Linked DNA regions of Mus musculus: regions 2, 3 and 4 are each linked to region 1. The links are chromatin contacts, called in public HiChIP or PLAC-seq maps. All regions are on one chromosome and are shown on one strand. Each heading gives the region's core, a stretch centred on a gene start, on an enhancer-like site or on the middle of the called end of the contact. The rest is flanking DNA. Distances are from core to core; before and after follow the strand shown. Region 1 has its middle 33 kb from the start of Gm33643. Region 2 overlaps Gm34828 (a long non-coding RNA gene). Region 3 has its middle 22 kb from the start of Gm34770. Region 4 has its middle 20 kb from the start of Gm34424.

The links. HiChIP or PLAC-seq counts read pairs in DNA pulled down with a chosen protein or histone mark.
Region 2: a contact with region 1 is called in a FOXA1 HiChIP or PLAC-seq map of pancreatic cancer cells. The contact joins two enhancer-like sites. A contact is called at or near these places in 10 of 484 Hi-C or Micro-C datasets (DN3 thymocytes, bone marrow-derived DN3 thymocytes, bone marrow-derived macrophages and 7 more) and 2 of 115 datasets of contacts at active chromatin or transcription factors (extraembryonic endoderm stem cells and pancreatic cancer cells).
Region 3: a FOXA1 HiChIP or PLAC-seq map of pancreatic cancer cells shows a contact between it and region 1. The contact joins two enhancer-like sites. A contact is called at or near these places in 1 of 484 Hi-C or Micro-C datasets (bone marrow-derived macrophages), 2 of 115 datasets of contacts at active chromatin or transcription factors (embryonic basal ganglia and pancreatic cancer cells) and 1 of 9 other capture datasets (embryonic stem cells).
Region 4: a FOXA1 HiChIP or PLAC-seq map of pancreatic cancer cells shows a contact between it and region 1. The contact joins two enhancer-like sites. A contact is called at or near these places in 1 of 484 Hi-C or Micro-C datasets (bone marrow-derived macrophages), 3 of 115 datasets of contacts at active chromatin or transcription factors (astrocytes, large pre-B cells and pancreatic cancer cells) and 1 of 9 other capture datasets (embryonic stem cells).

The regions. Positions count from the first base shown.
Region 1 is chr9:60,898,435-60,904,001 of GRCm38.p6, forward strand. No RefSeq gene overlaps it. Among named protein-coding and RNA genes, the nearest start is that of Gm33643, 33 kb to the left of the region's middle. Within about 2 kb of position 2,262, at least 38 of the 459 cell types and tissues checked have an H3K27ac peak or open chromatin away from gene starts, as enhancers often do. A contact at or near this core is called in pancreatic cancer cells, where this site is marked.
Region 2 is chr9:61,805,243-61,810,809 of GRCm38.p6, forward strand. All of the region lies in intron 3 of Gm34828 (a long non-coding RNA gene), which reads right to left. Among named protein-coding and RNA genes, the nearest start is that of Gm34828, 14 kb to the right of the region's middle. Within about 2 kb of position 3,504, at least 47 of the 459 cell types and tissues checked have an H3K27ac peak or open chromatin away from gene starts, as enhancers often do. A contact at or near this core is called in pancreatic cancer cells, where this site is marked.
Region 3 is chr9:61,636,720-61,642,286 of GRCm38.p6, forward strand. No RefSeq gene overlaps it. Among named protein-coding and RNA genes, the nearest start is that of Gm34770, 22 kb to the right of the region's middle. Within about 2 kb of position 2,387, at least 18 of the 459 cell types and tissues checked have an H3K27ac peak or open chromatin away from gene starts, as enhancers often do. A contact at or near this core is called in pancreatic cancer cells, where this site is marked.
Region 4 is chr9:61,487,032-61,492,598 of GRCm38.p6, forward strand. No RefSeq gene overlaps it. Among named protein-coding and RNA genes, the nearest start is that of Gm34424, 20 kb to the right of the region's middle. Within about 2 kb of position 3,125, at least 16 of the 459 cell types and tissues checked have an H3K27ac peak or open chromatin away from gene starts, as enhancers often do. A contact at or near this core is called in pancreatic cancer cells, where this site is marked.

The DNA.
Region 1 (5,567 bases), core at 1,012-3,511:
ACACATCTCCATGGGCAGAGTGTTCCAGGGTATTCTCCAAGGTTCCAGCATATTCTACTGTTTGGTGCATGAGGTCATCCTGGTAGATTTATGGATGAGATTACTGTGCTAATTCTTGGCTGGAGGGAAGAATTTTTCAACCAGAGCTACTAAGTATATTTACTGTGAACAAGATCTGACCATGTTACCATGCTCAGTAGCTTTCCTGAGCCGTATGCCTGGAGGACAGCACCTAGGGTCTTACTGTAGCTAGCACTCAGCCCGTCCTCAGCCTGCCTCAGTTGCTCTCTCTTTCCAGCTGCAGTCTAAGCACACCGAGTTACATGTGGTGTTCACAACCTGCCAAGAACATGCCACACCCCCACTTACCCTTTAGCTCCACCTCATGTCCTAGCTGGACTTCTATCCTGTTCTAGAGTGGGAGCTCTTAAGGGAGAGACCATTTTGCCCATCTGCATTCCTAGGCTCACAACAGTGCTGAGTCACATTCATTCATTCATTCATTCATTCATTCATTCTACAATCATTTGTTTAGACTAAGGATTCTTGAGTGTCATCGGTACTGACATGCTGGGCTAAGTCAGTTTTTCCTGTGGGGATCTTCACTTAGCACAGTGGGAAGTAATGCAGCACACCCAGTTTCTATCTGCTGGACACCAACAGTCCCCCCTACACATCTGTTGTAGCCCAAAGTGGTCTCCAGGCATTGCCCAAAGGCTTTTGGCAAGGCACGGATTAGGGAGGGAGGGAGATCGGGTGTAACATTGTCCCATGTTGACAATAGCCGGTGTCAGGCCCTTTCTGTACTGAGTTCTGTGCTGATCTTCATTCAGTTGTTCAGAAAAAACAGCTGGGACTGAGAACAGAGCCCTGAAGAGGTTCCTTGTTACGGAGAGCTTGTCAGCTTAGGAGCCAAGGCCTTGCTGGCTGCTGCTGTTTCTGGCTGGTGACCTTGTTCAGCCAGGAAGCCTGTTAGGCCCCTTAATCTAGTGTTGATTTCTTCTTGACTCTGCCTGTCTTCACCTTTTGTGTTCTCAGCCAATTCACCTGAGGAAGAAGACAGAGGTCAGACAGATGCTCGGCTCTCTCTGCCTCAGCACTGGCACGCTCTTCCCTCATTCTTGGCTGTGTTGGAACACATCCTAACAAAGCCCTTTCTATTGTCCTCGGGAATTTACAAGCCACAGCACATTCTGGGATTTGGCCACTCCATCACTCACCTTACAGGCTGAGGGTGGGGAACTTGGTTCTCTATCTCTTTTGGCTGGATCTCTTGCCCTCTGTCCTTTAAAAACAAAACAAAAACCTTGACTCCCCTGAAGCATCATGGGAAAACACAGGATCTCTGCAATTGCTTCTGTAAAATGACTTATTTCTGTCTTCTCATAATTGGAAGACATCCCCCATCCTTCTGGAACTATCTTCCTTTTCTAGAGTTCCCAGCTCTGCTTCTCCTGAGCCTCTTTCTTGAGTCTATAAATAGCAGTAATGTTAGCATTAAATATTTGCATACTAGTGAGGCAGATTCAAACACAGTCTGTCTGGCTCCCCAGCCTGGGGGAATTACATGGCTATTTGTTATGAGGATTTCCTTGTGGGGGTTGGGAGGACTAGGCAACACATCCTATGTACATCCCCTCTTCAAAAGGCCCTAATAACAAATAGGTATGACTCAGCCCAAGTTCACTCTGAGAAACCAACAAGTTTATTAGGATTACTAACAGATCAGTAAATAAAGGGTTATGGGCAGCACGAGTGGCCTTAAAGCTGCCACACTGGAAAGTCTGCACCCAGCAGGCATGGTAACTCCTACACGGAGATGCAGATTGAGCCTGTCCCTAGTCCCTCCCAGCCTGTAGACTTCTTGCCTTTTCCTGAGGTCATGTGCAATCAGGACAGAATTGTGCATAACTGGTTAGAGAAAGGGCTGTGTCCTCTCTGCCCCTCCTCCTACAAGGGATGGCCAACCATTGGCAAGCCCAGATGTGATACAAGCCCAGATGTGATGCACGCTTTTGCAAGTGGACACAGCTTTACTCCTGAAAGTGAGTTTGGTTCGGAAGATATTCCTGTCCACTGGTCTGCCCTGTGTCTCTGGGTTTCTAGAATCTACTTTCATGACTCTCACACTGTCTTTGTTTGAGTCTCACCAGACATAGATGCCAAGAAAAGAATGTGGGCACGATAAGGGTTGGGAAAGAGTAGGAGTGTTAAAGGAGAGGTGACTCAATGGATACACAGTGCTCTCTCTGTAAACACGGGGACCAGAGTTTCAGCCGCAGAGCCTTTGTAAGCCAGATATAACATTGCACACCAGAAGTGGAGATAAGGGACTCTGGGGGCTCACTGTCCAACCAGACCAGTGAGAGACCCTGTTTCAAAAACGACAGAGTATCAGTCCTGAGGAATGATGCCTGAGGTTGTTTTCTCTCTCTCCTCCCTCCCCCTGCCCCACGTGAATATGGACATATACACACAGATGCAAAGGAGTTTTTGAGAACTGATCTTACAATTACAGTAGGTAGTGAACTGAGGCACAAAATAAAAGAACCTGCCTGACACAGTGTGTGTGTGTTATCCTGCAGGCTGCTGCTGGGAGCAACCAAAGCTTAACCCACTGGGGAATCTCAGGGAGATCCCCTAGAGCACACTTCAGTGTCCCCCAGCAAAGGGAAAGGAAGCGATTACCCAATTCTCCAACTCTGAATGGCAGTGAGAAGCTTCCAGAAGCATTAACTCCTGGCTGCCTGGGTTAGACTCGATGCACAGTCTTGGGTGTTCACAGTAGATAACAGAGGACTGTAGTGGGAATGGCCTGGTCTACATAATGTATTGTAAGCTGCTTGTATTCCAGGATAGCCCTGAAGGGCTTTTAAGTGCCTGTGCTCCTGGTGGGTCTGCCTTTGGATCTGACTGCATCTCTGCCTCACTCTCTTCTAACTCCTGTCTCCTGTCCCTGAAACTCACTCCACAGGTGGCTTTCCAACAGTATTCAACAGGCATCCCACTCACTAAATTATAGCTGAGGCTCTTACTTCACTGTTGCCCATCCCCGCTCTTTCCCCTTTGCTGTGCCTACAGCCCTTCCCAGCCTCTGATGGAAGGCGTGTCTGCACCGCTCACCTCTGGAAGCCACTGTGTCTTCCTGACTTGCTTTGACCAAGGCAGTGTATCATACTGGCTTTTGAGTCTTACTCTTAGTGTATTTCAGCTTCCCTTATGCTCCCTGAACACCCTTCCTCTGGGATGTAAACAAACCCCTTCCAACTGTCTCACTCAAGAGCTGTGTGGGGGAACTGAGGCGCGCAGCCAGTAGCCAGTACCATCTGAGGCCTTCTCAGCTAGATAGTCCTGCCGAGCCATCCTAATGTTTGTTTGTTTAATTATTTATTTTGTTTATTTATTATTTATCTGTAGGTGGGTGTATGCCTTAGGTGCTTCCCAGCTTCTATTTTTGAGAAATGACCTCTTTGGATATCACCAATTCATCTGGCTGATCAGCAAGCTTTGTCTCCCCCTGTCCCCGCCCCGCTTCTTACCATAGTGTGCTTGGGGTTACAGACATATGCCACCGTGTCTGAAGTCCTTGGGTCCATACTCAGGTCCCATGCTTGTACTGTAATTACTTTACAGACTGAGTCACCCCCTTCCCGCCTCCAGACTTGTGAATTATGACCCACACAGTTGTAGCTAACACAGCATACAGTGACATTTGAAACCCCAATATTTTGTGGGTATTTGGGATTCAGCAATCACTAACATAGCATGGCCTCAAAATGAAGGGGTCAATGGCTTAGGATCAAATATGTGGCTGCCCACATATTGCCAAACCTCAGGGATGCCTTCTTCCCATGCAGCTCTTATGCATATCCACAGAATGGGGTTCCTTTGTCCCTGGAGAAGACCATCGGCGTTCTCCCCATGGTCTCTCTTGGAACAGGGGGGTGCCAGTGCTGTTACCTCTTAAACTCCCCGTGTTGAGAGAAACAACTTGCAGTCAAAAGAGCAAACGGAGCCCACCCTTCCCTAGAAACATCCATTGCCTGCCACTGCTCCAGGCAGAATCCCAGCGCAACATAATTCCCTTCTGCGGGAGCTGGCTCAGAGTGCATCCATCTTCGCAGGCTCATAATTCATCTGATTATTCTCATGCCGGCCCAGTGGGGACTCAGAGTCATCAATAAATCACCACATTGCTGCAGATTATGCTAAATGACCTGGGCAGAGGACTGGATGTGCTTGCCCGTCTCTATGACCACGGGGGCCGGAGCCACTCAAACATGATGCTCCACAGGGCTGGAGAGTGCTCGATGGATGATGGTGCACCACCCTCTTGCCCTCATTTGCTGTACTGTGATCATGACCCATGAGAACAGGTGCTCACAGGTCATCAGGTGACCCGAGTTCAGCCACTTTGTTAGCTGTGTGTTGTTTGGCCTCTCGGAGGCTTCTCATCTGTAAAATAGGAATTCTTGTGGAAACTAATGAAGAAGATAACAGATACACTGTTAAGTCTCTCTGTATGTATGTGTATTGGGAAAAGGGTCCTGATGGACACTCTTTCAAAGTGACCCAGGGATACCGTGGGGAGAATGGGCAGGGCTGGATATAAAACTGCTGCAAGAGCTGGCACATCCGAGCCTAATGCTCTCATGTGTTTCAGATAGGCTCAGTAGGGAATCAGAGCTCAGTGTGGGGAGTCCTTGGTCTCACAGTGTGGGATTGCTGAACCGCTCCTTCTCCAGGCTTAGACTTTCCTTTGCTGTGTGTGCTGTTTGCCAACACCTCGCTTTCTTTGGTTTCCAGTATTATTGAGAGGCTTCCCCAGGACTTCCTTAAGTAAGCAAGGAAATGAGGTCAGGGGTTATGATTTCTTTAAAAAAACAAAACCATAAAGAAATGTACTCATTGAACATTCACAATGTCACAGGCCTTCCTAGTACATTCCTCACTCAGCAGCCCCTTCTAGGTGGGCTTAACCTGGCCCTATTTTCACAGGGGAGGGAACAGGACCTCTGTGAAGCCAGGTCTGTCTATAGCTCCAAGTTACAGAGGGGAATTTAACCTGTGTTCTATCTGTTACTTCACCTCAGAAACCAGAGACCTCTGTCTTGTCTTTCATTATGTATGTTCCTCAACTTACCCCAGTTTTGATCTCTTTACTATTTTCTGTTTTGGCCTTCCTTCCTTCCTTCCTTCCTCTCTTTCTTCCTTCCTTCCTCTCTTTCTTCCTCTTCTTTCTTTCTTTCTTTCTTTCTTTCTTTCTTTCTTTCTTTCTTTTTCTTTCTCTCTTTCTCTCTCTCTCTCTCTCTCTCTCTCTCTCTCTCTCTTTCTTTCTTTCTTTCATCACAATCAAGACTCCCATAACCTAAACTCCTTTATGGATTTCAGAATCATGTGAAGTTGTTGCTGGTCCAGGCAATCAGTTGAGAATGAATGAATGAATGAATGAATAAATAAATAAATAAATAAATAAATAAATAAATAAATAAGATGAGCTGATGCATGAGGTGGAAATTTGGGGATTTTCATTCAGGGGAATTTAGTGAAGAATGCATTAGTAGATC
Region 2 (5,567 bases), core at 2,254-4,753, 910 kb after region 1:
CTAAAGCCCCCCCACCCCATGGTGCTCGTGACCAACCAGCTCTGGGGGGCCACAGAATTTAGGGCAGAACCCAGGAGGAGTGACAGAGTGGTAGCACTCTTGTGTCTAAAAAGGCATGAGCGATGAAGAGGCTAGTTAGTCACAGGGACACTAAAGTCACCCGTGATGCTGGTAAGTCTTTGAGAAAAGGAACACCATGACTCAGATACCAGAGTGTGATGCCTCAAGGTGTGCGTTCATCAGCACAGTAGCCTGGCAGTCAGGCTCTCTGGCTGTCATCAGGCAAGCAGCCCCTGGGGGGAGGCATGGAGCTGAACAGAGAGGCAAAAGTGTGTGTCCCAAAGAGTCACTAGCCTGTCCCTATGCACTTCCCGAAGTATACACTCCACCCAGCCATTCACAAGATGCCACAGGGACTCTGATGGTGGAAAAACCACCAGGAACTCAGCCTCTTGGGATAGAGAGGGATAGCATTCATGCCCTGCTTCTGTGTGTGTGTGTGTGTGTGTGTGTGTGTGTGTGTGTGTGTGTGTGTACCTTCAGAGGTCAGAAGAGGGCATCAGATTCTCTGGAACTAGAGTTAGAGGCAGTTATGAGTCCCCTCAATGTAGGTGCTGGGAACTGAATGTGGATTCTTTAGAAGAGCACTGTGCACTCTCAACTGCTGATCCATCTCTCCACCCCTTTATAACGCTGAGGATCTCTTGGCTAGAGACACTCATGTGGTCCTCACGTCCAGTGGCAAGGTGACCATGAGTCCCAGACTTCTTCATCCTGTGTTCTTTGTTGGACCTGCTCCATTGAGTACTCATGTTACAGGCCTCTTCAGAGACATCAGAGAACATGCTGTGGCCACAGACTGGCATGTTCTGAGGTAGTTCTTGCCAACTGGTGCAGGGAGCATGCAAACAGCCTTAGCACAGAGCCAGGCCCCAGTGGGAGACCAGGCAGGGGGGAGTGGAGAATACTGCTAGTAACTGTAGCACAAAATGGCCTTGGGGGACCCAGAGGGATGAAAGACATTATTGTTGTCAGTGCCACATGTTGCTCAGCTGCCCGCACTGTGGGGCAGGATCATGGGACATTTCCCAGCAGCCATCTTCACTCCAACAACCTGCTGTGTATCAGAATCTTCTGGAGCTAGCTGTGCCTTTAAACCACACTAAAGCGGGACCTGTAACTGTGTCCGCATTCAGACTTTCTGTGACCTCTAAATTAAACATCATAAGGCCTGTTGCAAAGATGGAGCAAGTTCAGGGGCTCAGGCGCTGGCCTGGTAGTGAACAGCTTCTGAATTGGCATTTAAAGCCTAGCCATCAGGTGCTCATCACTGGCATCCTGTCACCCTTCCCTGAAAGAAGAGCCCACTGGGGCATGAAAAGTGTGGTCCTACAGAGACCATCTGATCGATGTGAAACCTGTGCTGCCTGTGAGGCTCGGAAAGATCAGAGGGAAGGCACAGGGTGTTGAGGACTAAGCTTCAGGCATCAAGACCATGATATATCTATGATCCACACATATGCTATCTGTTCCCATCCTTGTAGCACCCCAAGGGTAGGATATCTAAAGCTCCTGTATGGCCCAAAGTGGCGGGATGTGAATTTGAAATCAAATTGCTTTCAATTGGAGCTTATTCTCTCCTTCCTTCGTAATCATGACACATGGTTCAGAATACCTAGGAAGTAAGAATGAGGCTGGGTCCTAAGGCCTGTGTGCGGAGCCCATGGCTGCCCTCCCTGTCACCATTGAGTCCCTATGGTTACTCTGTGACACCATGAGTCTCATTACCTACCTTCTACCAGAATGGAAAAGACACCTGCAGAGAGCCTGGAGTGAAGGGCCCAGGATAAGACCACAGTGAGAGGCTCTAGGCTGGGCTATGTCCCGAGCCTTCCCAGATATCCCTTCTTATACAATCAACCTCTGGAGGGGACAGGACCCCATTTCCACACATGGCCTCACAAATGGGGTACCCATATAGGAAATACTTCTATCTTTGGGCCGATTCAGCTAAGCAGGCCCCAACCAAGTCTATGAAGAAATCAGCAGCAGCTCTGAAGAATGGCTTGGGGACAAGAAAGAGGCTAACAGCTATGAGAACCAAACAGGCAGATACCTGCTTGGATGTCCTCACATCACCAGGGGTGAGGGGAAGGCTGAGTGGGGTGGAGGAGGGGCCGTCTTCAGTCTGCATAAACATGGCCCTGTACCAACATCCTCTTGCCTTCAATCCTGACACAGGAACATATCTCCATCCTTTGCCATATGTGAGCACAAAGGAGCTTCCCCTCCCTCCTTGCCAAAACGCCATGTTTCAGAGCCAAAGCTTGTGGTCAGGCATTCACATACACGCACACATACCCTCAAAACTGCTCAAGGGTGGCCTCCCTTTGTGCTCCAGGGTCAACAGAGCACTCAGCTTCCAGAGGAGGGATAGTATCTAAAACTTGCATGGTACCTCATTCTCTGAATTCCTGAACTCACCTCTGTCTGGGAGTGGCAGGAGCCTTGAGTGGCAAAGACTCGAGGGTTAGGACATTAGGACATGGCTAAAGTCATTGGGTACTGTCTCCGGTGTTCCAGCTCAAATCTGGTATCTAGGACTGGTGATTGTGGCACCAGAAGCCCAAGCCTTGTGCCTTCCCCAGTCTACAAATAGTCTGTGTACCACACACCCCATCAAGTACAAAGAGGGACTCTACAGTGTTCCATGAAGAACCAAGACACAGCCTGTTCCCCCACCAACCTGCCACATGCCCTCCCACAAACCCAGCCTTGTCCACGTACAGGGGTCAAGCTCACCCAGGCCCATCCTTGGTGGCCCAGAAGAAGAAGCAAAACCAAGGACAGACTTCTATAAATAGGTACATCGTTCTGGGAAGGTCACCACTCAGAGCCACGAGAGCCCAAAATTCTCTAGAGACAAACATGGGACATGAGCTGAGACGCAGCCACCTCGCTTCTTGAGGCCAGGCCGGGCGGTGGCCACAGCTGGCTGGTCAGCTGCTGAATGGCCTTCGGGCTGCAGAAATACTTGCACACTGCGTTTTCTTTTCAAGGGGGCTGCCAGTGTGGACACAGAGGAAAAACGGGGAGCTGGAGGCCCAAGAGACATGGAAGGGAAACCTTCTCCCAACTCTGACCCTGAGTTCCTCAGTCTAACTAAACAACCTGCCAGTTGGATCTCAGCAGGGGGAGGCTTTCCCTCCCTGCTTCTCCGATGGACATCTGGCAACCACTCTAACATTCTGGGTAGAAAACGCAGAGGGGTGAAGGCAGGTTGCTAGATGTGCTCAGATGTACCACAAGGAATCCTGAAGCCGACTGTTGGCACCCGCTAGGTAGGAGTCCCTGTTAGCCCTTCTCTCCTGGGCCCTCCACCTACAACCCCACCTCCTTCCTTCCTTTCCAAGGGCCCCTGACAAGGCAGCCACAGCACACAAGCACTCCTAGCTACGCAAATAGCAACTCCTTCTTTTCTGGTGTTTGCTTAGCCAATATTGACTCTGCGGCCTAACACTGGTGCTATTGAGCTGGGTTCTTCTCGATATTGTTTGAGCAGCATTAGCAGAGCCTGTGATAACCAACAGCAGGGCAGGAAGCCACCCTGCCTCCCCCACCCTTGCTCCCCAACAACCCCCCCCCCACACACACACACAACCCCTCCCTGTGAGAGGCTCCTGTAAAGACAGAGGAACCTAAGGCTGGCTCCTCCACTGAGCAAACACAAGAGGGGAGAGAGGGAGCATGCTCTCTGGCTCAGTCAACACTCCAGAGGAGTCACAGCGACTGGAAAGGTTACTAGGGGAGGTTGCCCTTTAGGGGTGGGGTCAGTAAAAAGGGAAGGTAAAGAAGTCTGGGGCTATTAGCCAAACCCTGTAGTTGGCATCTATGGGAAAGGCCTGTGGGGACTGGTACTCACGGGCCCCGGGTGACTAAGCAGAGAATCGATGAATCCCCTCATCAGCCGAGCATGACAGATGAAGGCCTACTGGACGTCAATCACCGTAGCTTAGTGGGAGGGGCCTGCAGACAAGCCCTTGCACCTACCATGTTTTAATGACATAGATTTAGAAAAAAAATTCCTCGCTGTGGGCTTTTGTGGGCTTGCTTTGATGCTGCTATGAGTTCATATTTAAGAGTAACTCTCTCCTCTGGAAAGAATGGTTTTGGCAGCCCTAATGATATGCCACCATTAGATGTTCTCAATGGTCATCCCAGGAGACGGGCCATGGTGACCTCCATTCATATTTGGGTATAGGGATAGGTGTCAGGATCATTCTGGGGGCCTACCCAAAGCAGGGGTGGTCGGGGAAAAGCCACAGTGGTCGTCAGCCTTTGGGGGTGCCCTGGGTGATATAGAGGAAGGATGCATATCAGCCGGAAATGTGGCTCAGCCGGCAGATTACTTGCTCAACACCACATAAACTAATATGACGGAGACCGTCTGTAATCCTGGCACTCCAGAGATGCAGGCAGGAAAATCAGGAGCTCAGAGTCATCTTTGACTACATGGTGAGTTCAAGGCCAATGTGGGACACATGAGACCCTGTCTCAGAAAAAAGATGGGGGTGGGGGGGACACATTCAGTGTCACATACATAGCTTCCAATCTCAATGGAGAGCAGAGAAGCTCATGAAGCCAGTATGGGATGAAGGCTCAAGGCGGCGTTAATAAGTGCTTAAAGATGACTACCTCACAAGGTTGTGCCCAACTTCCCACACCACAACCAGCCATTCCTGAGACTAGACAGCCACAGGATATCCAGGGGCAAGGCACCCACATAGGGTGGCTTTTCATTGCCCACAAGTAAAGCAAATTCAGACTTAGCACTTTTGGAACAGGATCCATGGCCTAACTCTAGGTCAGTATTAAAGCGGTTGCCAGCATCATCAAGGGGACATTCTAGAAATTAGCTTCAGCCTGCCCCAATGGTCTGGGAGCACCAAAATGGTCATTTGCAAAAATTGGCCATTAGCATATTTTACTAACTGTTCTCTCTGAAGACTTGGTAAATGAGGGAGAAATGCCTCACAAATCAGCTGTTATGTAGGCCCCTGTGACAACCTGGACTACAAATCAGCTGTCACGTAGGCCCCTGTGACAACTTGGACTCCAAGCTTGGGAAGTTCTTTTTTGTTAAAAATACAGAGAGGGCATCTTCTGCGAGCCTGTGACTATTTCATCCAATGGCAAAGCCATCTGGGTTCCTTATCTTCTGACACTGTAGCAAACATGCCCACCTCGTCAGTGCTCTCTTCTCTGAGGAACACCCTCTCGTCTACATCGTCCCTTTGGCCACAACCCATTCTTGGCTATAACTGATGAAACAGAGATGCTGTTCTGACTCAGCCTTGAGAATTCTGCCAAAGCCAATGTGGTAAGGGATTACTCCTGGGGTTATACGTGAAGAGGTTGTGGAACCTTCAGGAAATGCTGAAGGGACTCTGGCCAGCTCAGTCTGGCAAACATGACTCTGGCAGGCCTTGCCCTTCTCCCTTATTCTCTCTGCCTTGCTAAAAAAAAAAAAATCACAGTAGATTACAATCCTAAAGCTAGCCACCATG
Region 3 (5,567 bases), core at 1,137-3,636, 740 kb after region 1:
TGAGAGCCGCTGGCAGTGTTTAAGAGGAGAAATTCCTCCTGGAGTAGGAGGGACAGCCTGGGGTTCCTCTATTTGGTCTTGTGACTACAAACCCAATCTCCTTTCTTCTTTTCTCCCTTGCTGCTGGGTGAGTCTACTTTCAGCTAAGGATGGATTGCTGCTCAGTGTCAGAGCAAAGGAAAAGCCCTGGGCTTAGCCTGGACCACAGTTAGCATCAGTTTCACACAGAGATGATTGTCTCTTGGCCCTTTGAGAAAAGAATGTATCATCGGTCCTGCTCATCTGGGAGTCTGTCTTTGTCCCATTAAAGCAGAAAGTATCATTTCTACAAGTCCCTCTCTGTGTGTGGGAAAGGTATGAGTGTGGGGTCTTGGTATGATATACTACCCCACATCTTAGCCCAAAGAGAATCTTAACACTGAATTACAGCCACACTGGCCTCCAGACAACTAGCCAGATCCTAAGGCCCCTGTGGGTCCCGCAACCCAACCCCAGAATGCTTTGAGCTGCCAGTCAGACACGCAGCAGCAGCCTGCCAGCCGAACATCTTGGAAGGGACCAAGCCATGTTCACACCCCACATTTTTAGCCAGAAGGATGCACAACTCACCTTCTGGCATCTCTGCCCATGTCTTATAGGGAAAATGGAGTTCCCATTTGCCCAGGACTCTATATGCCTACCTCAGGACAGACTTAGATTTTTCTTCAAGCCTTCCCAAACTCCAACAGAATTTTGTGTGTCAATGCAATCTGACCACATTCTTGTTTCCTTTCTTTCCTTTCCTTGAGATGAACATTATGACCGAAAGCAACTTAGGCAAGAAAAGGATTTATTTAGCTTACACTTGGAAGTCACAATCCACCAATAAGGGAGGTCAAGGCAGGAAGTCCAGCAGGAGTTTGAAGCGGAAACTGTGATGGAACACAGCTTGCTGGCTTGCTCGCAGGCTCATGCTTAGACAGATTCCTTATCCAGCCCAGGACCACCTGTCTGGGGATGGTGGGCGGGCCCTCAACCCTCAAAGAGCAATTAAGACAATCCCCCAGAGGCCAATTGATCTAGAGAATTCCTTTTTCAGATCACCCTAGTCTATGTCAAGCTAATAGTTAAAGCTAATTCGGCAGCCTCAGTCCTAAGCAGAGCAACACCTTTCAAGCCATCCTGTGGTCTACCCAATTTTCCTTGGAAGGTAAAGGCAGTCTCCCATGATCCCATCTCAAAGAGCTGCAAGTCTAGCTAGAGGTGACAGAAACTAATATTTTAGCTCACTGAGCAGAAAGAATATTCTAGAAGATCCTCAGTTCTTACCTGACGTGAGGATTAGCTCTGATACAGACTAAAACATCAGAGAAATAAGAAAATGGAAGCAGATAGGGCACACCAGGGAACAAAAACACTTTCCTCTGTGCCAAACCACAGAGTTCATAGAGAAATTTCGCCTTCTCCTTCACCCCAGAGCAAGGCAGAAGAGTAAGTGGGGTGTTTCTCCAGAGACTACCTCGACCAGCCAGAAGCTCAACCATGGGCTTGCTCTACCCCGTGCTGAATTCATGCAGAACAGGGCCAACGTGGTGCAGAAGGGACTTCAACAGCTGTGTGATTGACTCCCAATTCAATGAGAAATCACAGGGATATCAAGGCCTTTGTGCCTTGCACACCTGGGATGCTGCCCTGAATGGTGAAGCATCTCTATGTGAAATCAAACCAAGCTCCCAGGCGCCCTAACACTGCCAGCACAGAGATTCATTGGCAGCCTAAACAAACCCGAATCACCGGTGAATGGGGCGAATTTAAGACCTCAATTCTGTGTTTCCTGCTCACAGGATTGGTATAATTGAAATCCATTTGCTCTCACATAGGAGAGAGCTAAGACTTGAAGGAACATTTAAAGAAGTCTCAGGAATCTCTTTATTTTGTCCTTCAGTCCTCGGTAGAGCCGTGACAAAAGAGATGTCTAAATTGGCCCTATTTATATCCTTCGGAAGGCAGTCTCTCCAATGGGTAGAAACTCCAGACTAGTAAGGAATAGTTTGGGAAGAAAGTTGGGAAGTCTTTGATAAGTGCATAGAAACTTGGGGGTGCCTTTTGATGGGAAAGTAAGGAGGGGTTAGGACTCGAGTAGCTAGCAAGTGGGATTTGCTAAACTTTCCCTAGCTAATGAATGCACTTAATGGGCACAGTGTTGGGTATCAATGCCGCATAATGATAATTTAATCTCGTTGGCTGAATTTCTGTGGCTTTCCAGGAGAGAAGGAAGGACCGGCGTGAGAGCAGTTAATCACTCTGCCTTTAGCCAAACTTCATCTAAAGTTTCACCATGTTCTCTAAACAGCACCGAGGGACTGTCATGTGCTTTCGTGAGTCACCAGTAGATCTAAAACAAGCAAAAGACCTGGGCGTTCTTTCTCTTACTTGAGCTGGGAGTTTCTGGTTACATGTGATTCAGTGCGGTACTGGGGCCTAATCAAACAGTGATGGCAGCCACCGTTCTCTGTGGCATTCTGCAATGTCTGGCACCGTTCTAAAAGTATCTGGCATAGATAGGCATTGTACTATCATAGAGAAGGGGAAACCGAGGTCCAGAAGATTGGAAGACTTGTGTATGGGGATTGTCAGTGGCAAAATGAAGTGAACACTCTACTCCTGCCCGATGTAGTCTATAATCTATTTTGTTCATCGATAAGCCCAGAGATCTAAGCAGAGCATACTAAAGAGGCTCCTGTTGACCTCCCAAGAATGTGCCCTGGCTCCTACCCTCCACCGTAAGAAGTATTCTAGGCCATCCAAGAAGAGAAACCCCATACATCTTACATCACCATGCATACATGATCCCCTTCACCAAATTATGGGATCTGGATAGAAGACCCTTCAATCAGGAAGATAAAACGAGACCCACGGAGGTTAAGGAAGTTGAACAGCCGAGTAAGGAAAGCCCTTGGAGTAGCAGAAAGCCAATGCTGGAGCAGACCTACAATTCTAATACCAAGACACCGCTCCTTCTCTTTCACCCTGGCTCAAGAGAAAGAGACATTGTGTTTCTGACCCCTCCCCCCCCCAGCACACACACACACACACACACACACACACACACACACACACACACACACACACAGAGACAGACACATACACAGACACACATACACTCAACAGATGGTGAACTGAAAGCCAAGTAGGTAGAGGCCACTTGTGAAGTTTTCGAGGATATTTAACATGAATATTTATAGTGGATGGAGAATGTATGAGCAATGGCTGAGCACAGATGTAAACACACACCACACACCACTGTAGGAGTTCATGATGCAGCTTGAACTTATCATTGTTATTATTGTGTGTCTGTGGCATGCTTCTGTCACGGCTCACGGATGGAGGTCAGAGGACGTCTTTGGGAAGTTGGTTCTCTCTACTGTGACACTGGATTTAGGACATCAAGCTCCTGAGGCTAGCGCACGAGCTATCTCTCCACGCCAGTGACATAACTCTAAAGAGACCTCTGTTGAAGATTCATGTGCCTTCCTCCCTTTTCCTCTGCTTCTTCCCCCCTCCCTTCTTACGTGTCTGAATGTTGAAATTCTAAACCCTAATGTCATGATGTCTCAAGAGGTTGGGCCTTTGGGAGGTGACTATGTCATGTGGGTGGAGCCTCAAGAAGGCAATTAGTGCCTTACAATCCTCCACTTGGGGACACAGCAGGGAGGTTCTACCAGGTGTAAAGGTCTGCTAAGACACCAAGTCAACCTTCGCCTCCAGCACCATGAGAACTAGACTTCTGTTGTTTACCAGTTACCCTACTTGTGATTTTTTTTTTTACTGCAGCCCCAGTAGACTAAGAACCAGCCTTCCTTCCTAACCTCCTTCTAGGCTTCCTTCCTCCTCTGAGGAAGGGAAAGCTTGGACGTAGGACATGTCTGGCTTTCTAGTGCTTATGCTGGGCTTCTAACCCAGCTTGGCCTGTGGCTGCCCCTTTAAAGCAATTTCTGGATTCTGATTCCTGTGTCTGTTCTCTCGATTTGCTGGGTGCTGTGGTCATGATCACCCCCTCCCAGCCCAGCTGGCCAACCTCACCTCCCTCTCTCAGAGGTGGAGTCCATATCCCCACCCAAAAGAAATCCTCCAAATAGATTATCCAAAACCCAGACTTCCCACACAGAACCAACAGTGTTACATGCTGTCTGGTTTCCACCCATGAGCTAAGTGTTACTTAATATTCATGCTCCAATATCAGCCTGGTTTTATTGGGGACATTCTCAAGGGGGAGAAGAATTTCAGAAGGAAGCCAGCCCTGTAGCCAAGGACTCCTTGAACCTGTCCCTTGGACCTTCTCCCAAGCTAGCACTCAGGGAAAGGCTGGATCGTCCTCTGGATACTTCCTGAAACAGACGGATATTTGAGGGGCAGGAAGGCTACGGAAAGAAGAAAGATCTAGGAACTTGGTTGCCCTTTGCAGGAGATGGGACTCAACAGATGATGTCCTGAGATCATGTGCCATCCCAGGGTCATGACTCTTGTGCAACCTGAATCGGCCATGCTGGCTTGGACTGGATACTGCTCGCCAGTCTCTATAGTCGCTCTGCCACGCTGCCCTTTATAAAAGCCATGCATGGAGAGAAAGGACGACATTCCTATCTTTTTCCAAATGGAAGCATCATTCCAGAAAGAATAGTCAGTAGACCTCTCTCAGGAGTAGATTAGAAACACACATACAGGAAATTAAACCAAGCCTGCTGGGGCCGTGGAGAGGAGCAGGCTGCCTGTCCATCAAGGCCTCTGCTTCTTCTGGTGGATGGAACACGAACATTCACAGACACCTGAGGAAGCCTCTGTGGGTCACTCAGCTGTGACACCAAGGCAGGGGCATTGCAAGCAAGGAGGCACACCCTTCATGCATTTCCTTCTGTCTACACAGTGGGGAAGGTAGACGGATGTGAAATGGAGACCCCAGCCTTGCTCCCCACCCCTTTATCTTCTGTCCCAATAGAAGTCTTAGGGGTGGAAAATAGTTTCCTTCTGGCCACCAAAAGCCTGTCTACTGCCAGGCCCTTTCAGAGAGTGTTCTGCATCCGGTTTCTGTTTGGGAAGCCCTCTGCTGCCTCTAATCTTTCTGTAGCATTTGGGCTGGGCTCTACCCTTAGACACCGCTGACTCTGCCATCCTCATTTGGGTATTCTGGGGAGACCCCTGAGAGTGGGGCTCCCTCACACAACTGTACATCTGTCTCAGTCAGTGTTCTATTGCTGTGAAGAAATATCATGACCATGGCAGCTCTTATAAAAGAAAGCATTTAATTGGGGCTGGCTTACAGTTTCAGAGGTTCAGTCCATAATCATCAAAGCATGAAGCCTGGCAGAAGGCAGGCAGACATGGTGCTGGAGGAGAAGCTGAAATTTTTATATCAGGGTCCACAGGCAGCAGGAAGAGAGAGACACTGGCCCTGGCTTGAGCTTTTGAAACCCCAAAGCCTACCCCCAGGGACATACCTCCTCTAGCAAGGCCACATTGCCTAATTCTCGACACTCCCTGATGATCAAGCATTCAAATATATGCACCCGTGGGGCCCCTCTTATTTAAAT
Region 4 (5,567 bases), core at 1,875-4,374, 590 kb after region 1:
TGGGGTCTCCCCAGAAGGTCCAGATGTCCGGCAGCCTTGTGCAAATAATGCAATACAACCTGCTTTGCAGGGTCACCTCTGATTTATTTATTTTAGCAAGTGATTCATACTGGGCTTCCCAGATCTGCCCCCAGAACCACATCTCACCTCTGTCGCAGCTGCACACATCAGGGGACCATGGCCTCTTTCTCCCTCTGGCCAACAAAGGAAGACTAGAAGCCTGTTTGCTAGGATGGGTGCCGGGTGTGTTTCTTAGCGTTGCCTGGAAAGAAGGCCTGTGTTGGAAACAGGGCCATCAGTGGCTCACTTCCAGCTTGGCTAGGGGCCAGAATGAGGGTCACATGGCAAGAAGGCTACTTCAATAGAACTCCTGGTGAGCCTCATCGCGTTGCTGAAGGACTTCTCAAGACCTCTCACACACGGGTGAATGTCACTCACCAGCAATCCAGGAGCAACAACCGTATTCCCTAATGGTTTTCATCCAGACCTCTCCCATTCAATAACTTTTGGGGACCAATGTTCTGCAAATGAATGGATGGCTGAACCCCATGTCCTGATTTTAGGGAGGGCAGGTGAACCAGATGGAGCTTGGCACCCTGGACTCTCTCAAAACAAAATCTAACCTGCTCACACTTGCCAAAGAAATTCTCTTTGCTTCTTGGATATCCTATGGACATTTACAATTTGGAGGGGTGCCAAAGGACCCTGAAAAGAGAAAATTTGATTTTTTTTCCCTGCAAATATCCCAGAAGGGGTGGGTGTGTGAGTGTGATGGGGCAGCCATCACTGATAGTCAGCTGAGACAGAGCTGAGCAGGAAGAACTCAGTGTCGAAGGGAGGAGTGGCTCATGGGCCCACACCTCCTTTCGGAATGCCTGGCGTGGGTCTACGAACACAGCCAAGCACCCGCAAGAGGTGCAAGCCAGGAGCTATCGAAGGTATGCACCCGTAGGCACAATGAGTCACACTGGGTGGGTGGCTTGTGGCTAGCAGTCAGGGAGTGAGCTCACAGGCTTCAGGGGATGGAGGAGTCACCCCTCCCAGGTGCTCTGCTACCATGTTGGCACACGCTGGCCCATTCTGTTCTCAAGTCGGCTCTGTGATGCACATTGCTGTCATCATCGTCCCCGCACTGAAGACGGGGAAATGGGATGAAACATGGTGAGGCTGTAGGGCTCCTGAACAATGCAGGAAGGGTGGGTTTCTACCACCAGGCTGACTGGAGAACTTACACTGGAAAGCCGTGAGACACTCTCCTGAGGAGATGAAGAGTTCAGGTAACAGTTTTCATTGGTCAGGGTGTCGATGGACACGTCCTTAAAAGAAGGGCTCTATATTCCCTTCTCTCTTGTCAGCCAACTCCCTTCAGCAGAAGAGACATGTGTTAGCATCTGGTGGGTAATGGACCAGTCAAGGTACATACCCGAAACCAAGCCTGGCGCTGCAATTCAACTTCCCGGCAACAGGGACAATCCACTTGGAGGCTCCTTACCCTGGAGCCAACTTCTATTGGCACTTTCTTCTTCCCCAGAGACACCTAGGAGTCCAGGCTGGACAACCTGGCCCCTTGGTAGCCAGGGCTCATGTTATTCCTTAGTCCACAGAGTTAGACTGCCTCTCAGGCTGAAGGATGGAACTGACTGGCCCTGCTACCTCTCTTTCCACTGATTCTCATCTGCTGATAGAGCAAGTTGAGGAAGAAGAGGAGGAGGAGGAAATAAAATAAAGAAGACAGTAAACGGCTCAGTTGTTAAAGTGCTTGGAACACAAAAATGAGGACCTGTGTTCAAATCCCTAGCACCCACATAAAATGCTATGTTGTGTAGCTGGAATCCCAGTGTTGGGGAGGCAGAGGCAGAAGGCTCCCTAGGGCTGTTCTCTCTTTCTCTCTCTCTCTCTCTCTCTCTCTCTCTCTCTCTCTCTCTCTCTCTCTCTCTTTCTTTCTGCACGTGCATGTGTGTGTTTGTCTCTGTCTCCTTCTCTCTCACACATACAAACTACCATTACAATAGAAATACCTTACAATGATTTATTGTGATCCAAAACCCTCCCCCTGGAATGCCAGAAAGCATCAAGGACCCCACTTCAATACCCTTTATCCATTAAGAGATCCTCTTTTTGGATTCAATAAGCAGGATTTCAGGCCCTGCCCCCCTCCAGCTATCCCCTCCCTCTTGTGGGGGCATGAGCCACTTCCAAAAAAAGCCCATGCTAAGCCTCGCTGTTGATAGAACTTTAATCTTGCCGAGCACATGTTGAGAAGAATAAAACCAATTTTGTTTAGGAAACCAGAGGCGGCACTCAGCTGGAAAGGAGCTCTGTGAGCATCCGTGAGCTCTATGAGCATCCGCTCTCCTTTGGGCCCGTGGTGTTCAGGCTGTTGGGCGGTACTTAGAGGCCCCGGAGACTTAGGTCCAAGGCAGCAGGAAGGAAGGGGTCCTCGCCAGGGATCCTTGCCCTAAATCCTTTGATTCTCTCTGTTCTGGGTAGAAAGCAGCTCCCATCCAGGCTGCTTACAGATCAAGGCTAATCTGAGTGTAATTCCCTGCCCAGCTCGCTGCTTCCTTAGCAACACATAAATACAGATTAAGGGGTTATATAAATGCAATTTTCTAATTAATCAGTGCAAATCCAGCTACTGCCTGGGACACAGATTTCATTTTTTAATGTGAGAGGTTTACTTCTTTGAGTTCAGTTTACAAAATGCAGTTTCTCTTCCTGTCCTTTCTAATGCCCAGTAGCCATGGCGTGTTGGTAGAGAAGTTTGATAATTACTGGGAAGCCCATGTGTTGCGACCCCAAATCCTTAAGTTCATGATCAACGAATGAGACTGGGTTTGGATCCAGTCAGGTTGAATTTAATCTTGGCTGTGTGGCCAAGGACATGTTATCCAGACTCTCTGAGCCCCAGTGTCTGCAGTCTTGGGAAGATGATGAGAAAATACCTCATGATGTTGCTCTAAGAGTTAGACATCACGTTTGAAAGTGTGATAGTGTGGTAAAAATGGATCCCCTTATTGTTTACAGCTGGCGGGGGGGAGAATTGTTGTAGACACAGTGCAGGACAGAGCTTGAAATCTCATGTTTGCTCTGCCTCCCTGGGTCTCTTCCAGGATTTAGTGACTCAGTATTTATTGACCTTGTGTTCAGAGTCGGGATGTGAGGTGTGCTCTCCCAGGGCTCTCCAGAGCTCCTTCCCACCCCACAGGTCTGGCTAAGGAGAGCTGGAGGGTTGACTGGGTGCCCAAGGGTTAGTGGAAAGAGTCCGCCACAGGGATAGTTATGAGTGTGACGGGCCAGGCTGGGCACTGTCTCGCTGTCTCATGGTGGACTTACAAGGACAAGCTGTGGAGGTGGAGGGAAGTTTTGAGGTGTGAGTGCATGAAGACTTTAAAAAGACTGAATAACTCGTCTGCAAATTGCCAAGCTCTCTTCAGATGAAGAGAGCTGTTCTCCTCTTCCTCCTCATCTCAGCTTTCTTCTCCTCCTCCCCCTCCTCCAGCCTCCTATCCACAGGCCAGTCTGGCCTCAGCTAGTCTAACCTCCCAGAGTGCTGGGACTGCAAGTAAGTACCAACATGCTCACTTCTCTTTTCCTTAAAGCTCCTCCTGACAGTGGGTACGTATACACACGTGAACCTATTCAAATTCATGTGCATGCAAACTCACACGCATTGGATGTGTGCCCTGGTCTACCCATGTCTACCTGGCTGCAGAGGTGGAAAGGGGGTGAGGAAGAGAAGACAGAAAAACCGACTAGAGAGAATCCCTTCTCCTGGCGATACTGGGAATCAAACCCAGGGCCTGTACACGCCAGGCAAGCACTCTCCACTGAGCTACACTCCCAGCTGAAATTTTTTCCTGAGCTAAAGGATTTTTCTATGTTTCAGGCTCGTCATGTTACTGGTGTCACTGACCAAGGTTGCAGGTTAGAAGGACCCTACTTCATTCATGAGCACCCCCAGCAGGAACAAGAATATTGCTTTTTGGTTTTCCTTTGAGTTATTTGTCCCCTGGCATTTCTTAGATTCAGGCTGTCACCGCTGACCTTATTTGAGACCCCTTACCCTACATATGACCTCTGATTTCGTCTGTGACCTTGGACGCTGTAGGCATCTCTGACCCCCAGTTTTCTTATCTGAAAGATGGGAGAAAGAATGCCATCATAGCTCATTGGCAGAGCTAGGAGCCCCTAAGGAGAGCAGACCAGAGAGGGGGTGATGGGCAGCCCTGGAGGAGAAAACATTTGGCCATAGAGGAGTGCCTCGGAGACAGAAGATAAGCAGGTTCTATCTTGTGTACCATTCAGTCACCTTAGTAACGCCTGGGGGCGGGGCACTGCCCAGGCAGCTCAGGGAGTGCCAGGCACTGTCACTTTAAAAGCAAAGCAAGTGTTGTTAGCTGGGCTATTTTTTCAGGTGTGTTCTAATTGTGCTAATTAACTCTAAGGTAGATTTTAGCACTCCAGCCTCTATCGCTGCCTTCAAATGCCAAAACAAATCTTGCCATAATTACCAGCAATCCTTTTCATTACCGGCTGCCTAATTATCCTATTAATAGCACATCCTAAGAGACAGTATTTGCTTGGCAGGCAAATATTTGTTTTTAAATGAGAAAACACAAAGACAAACTGCTCTGTTTGCAGAAGGGCTCCAAAATGCAAAATGGCTTATATTCATGGAAAAAAATAGCCCAGATAAAAGTGAACACTTAATCCATTGGAGGCATTAGGACATTGAGAGACGCCCCCACCCCTGCACTGGCCAGCGCCTCCTTGCTGGGGGCAGGTGCTTCAGAGGTTCTTAGTGGAGAGTGTTCTGTGTAAGGACTTGGGTAACTTGGTGGATGGAGCTGATCCCGGATCACAGGCAAAGCTGAAAATAACACAGGCCATAAAGTCACGTTAGAGTCGGAAAGCAAGTCCATGGAGCCGTGAGGCCAGAGATTACGTTCTTACATTTGACTGATGCCACCCAGGGAGATGGGTCAGTGGAGCAAGTATTTGCCATGCAAGTGGGGAGGTCTGAGTCCAGATCCCAGTGCTCACAGAAAGCCAGACTTGTCAGCATGAGTGTCATCTCAGTACTCTTGTGGCTAGATGGGTGTCTGAGGCAGTGGAGTCCCCCGAAGGTCACACACCAGCTAGTCTGCTGTGTGAAGCCGGTAAACATGAAGCCTCTTAAATGAGGTAGAAGACAGTGGACTAACAGCCCAGGTTATCCTATGTCCCCCACACATGAACATGGCTTGTACATACTTGGCACATTGCATGTGTGTGTACACATACACACACTCATACACATATACACATGCACATGCACATACACAAGCACACACATATGCACATACATGCACACACAAGCACACGCACACACACACCGTGTTACTTGAGAAGGGATCAGGTCAGCCATAGGGCATCTTCTCAGGCCTGTGGCTTCTTGCTTGTTTAGCATCCATACAGTTAAAGTGAAAATGAAATAATCATCTCACTAAAAAGTACCACCAACGAACAAGTATGAAAGTTCTATAGAAAGGACTAGCTGGGAGCTGTGGGAGAGGAGGGGGACA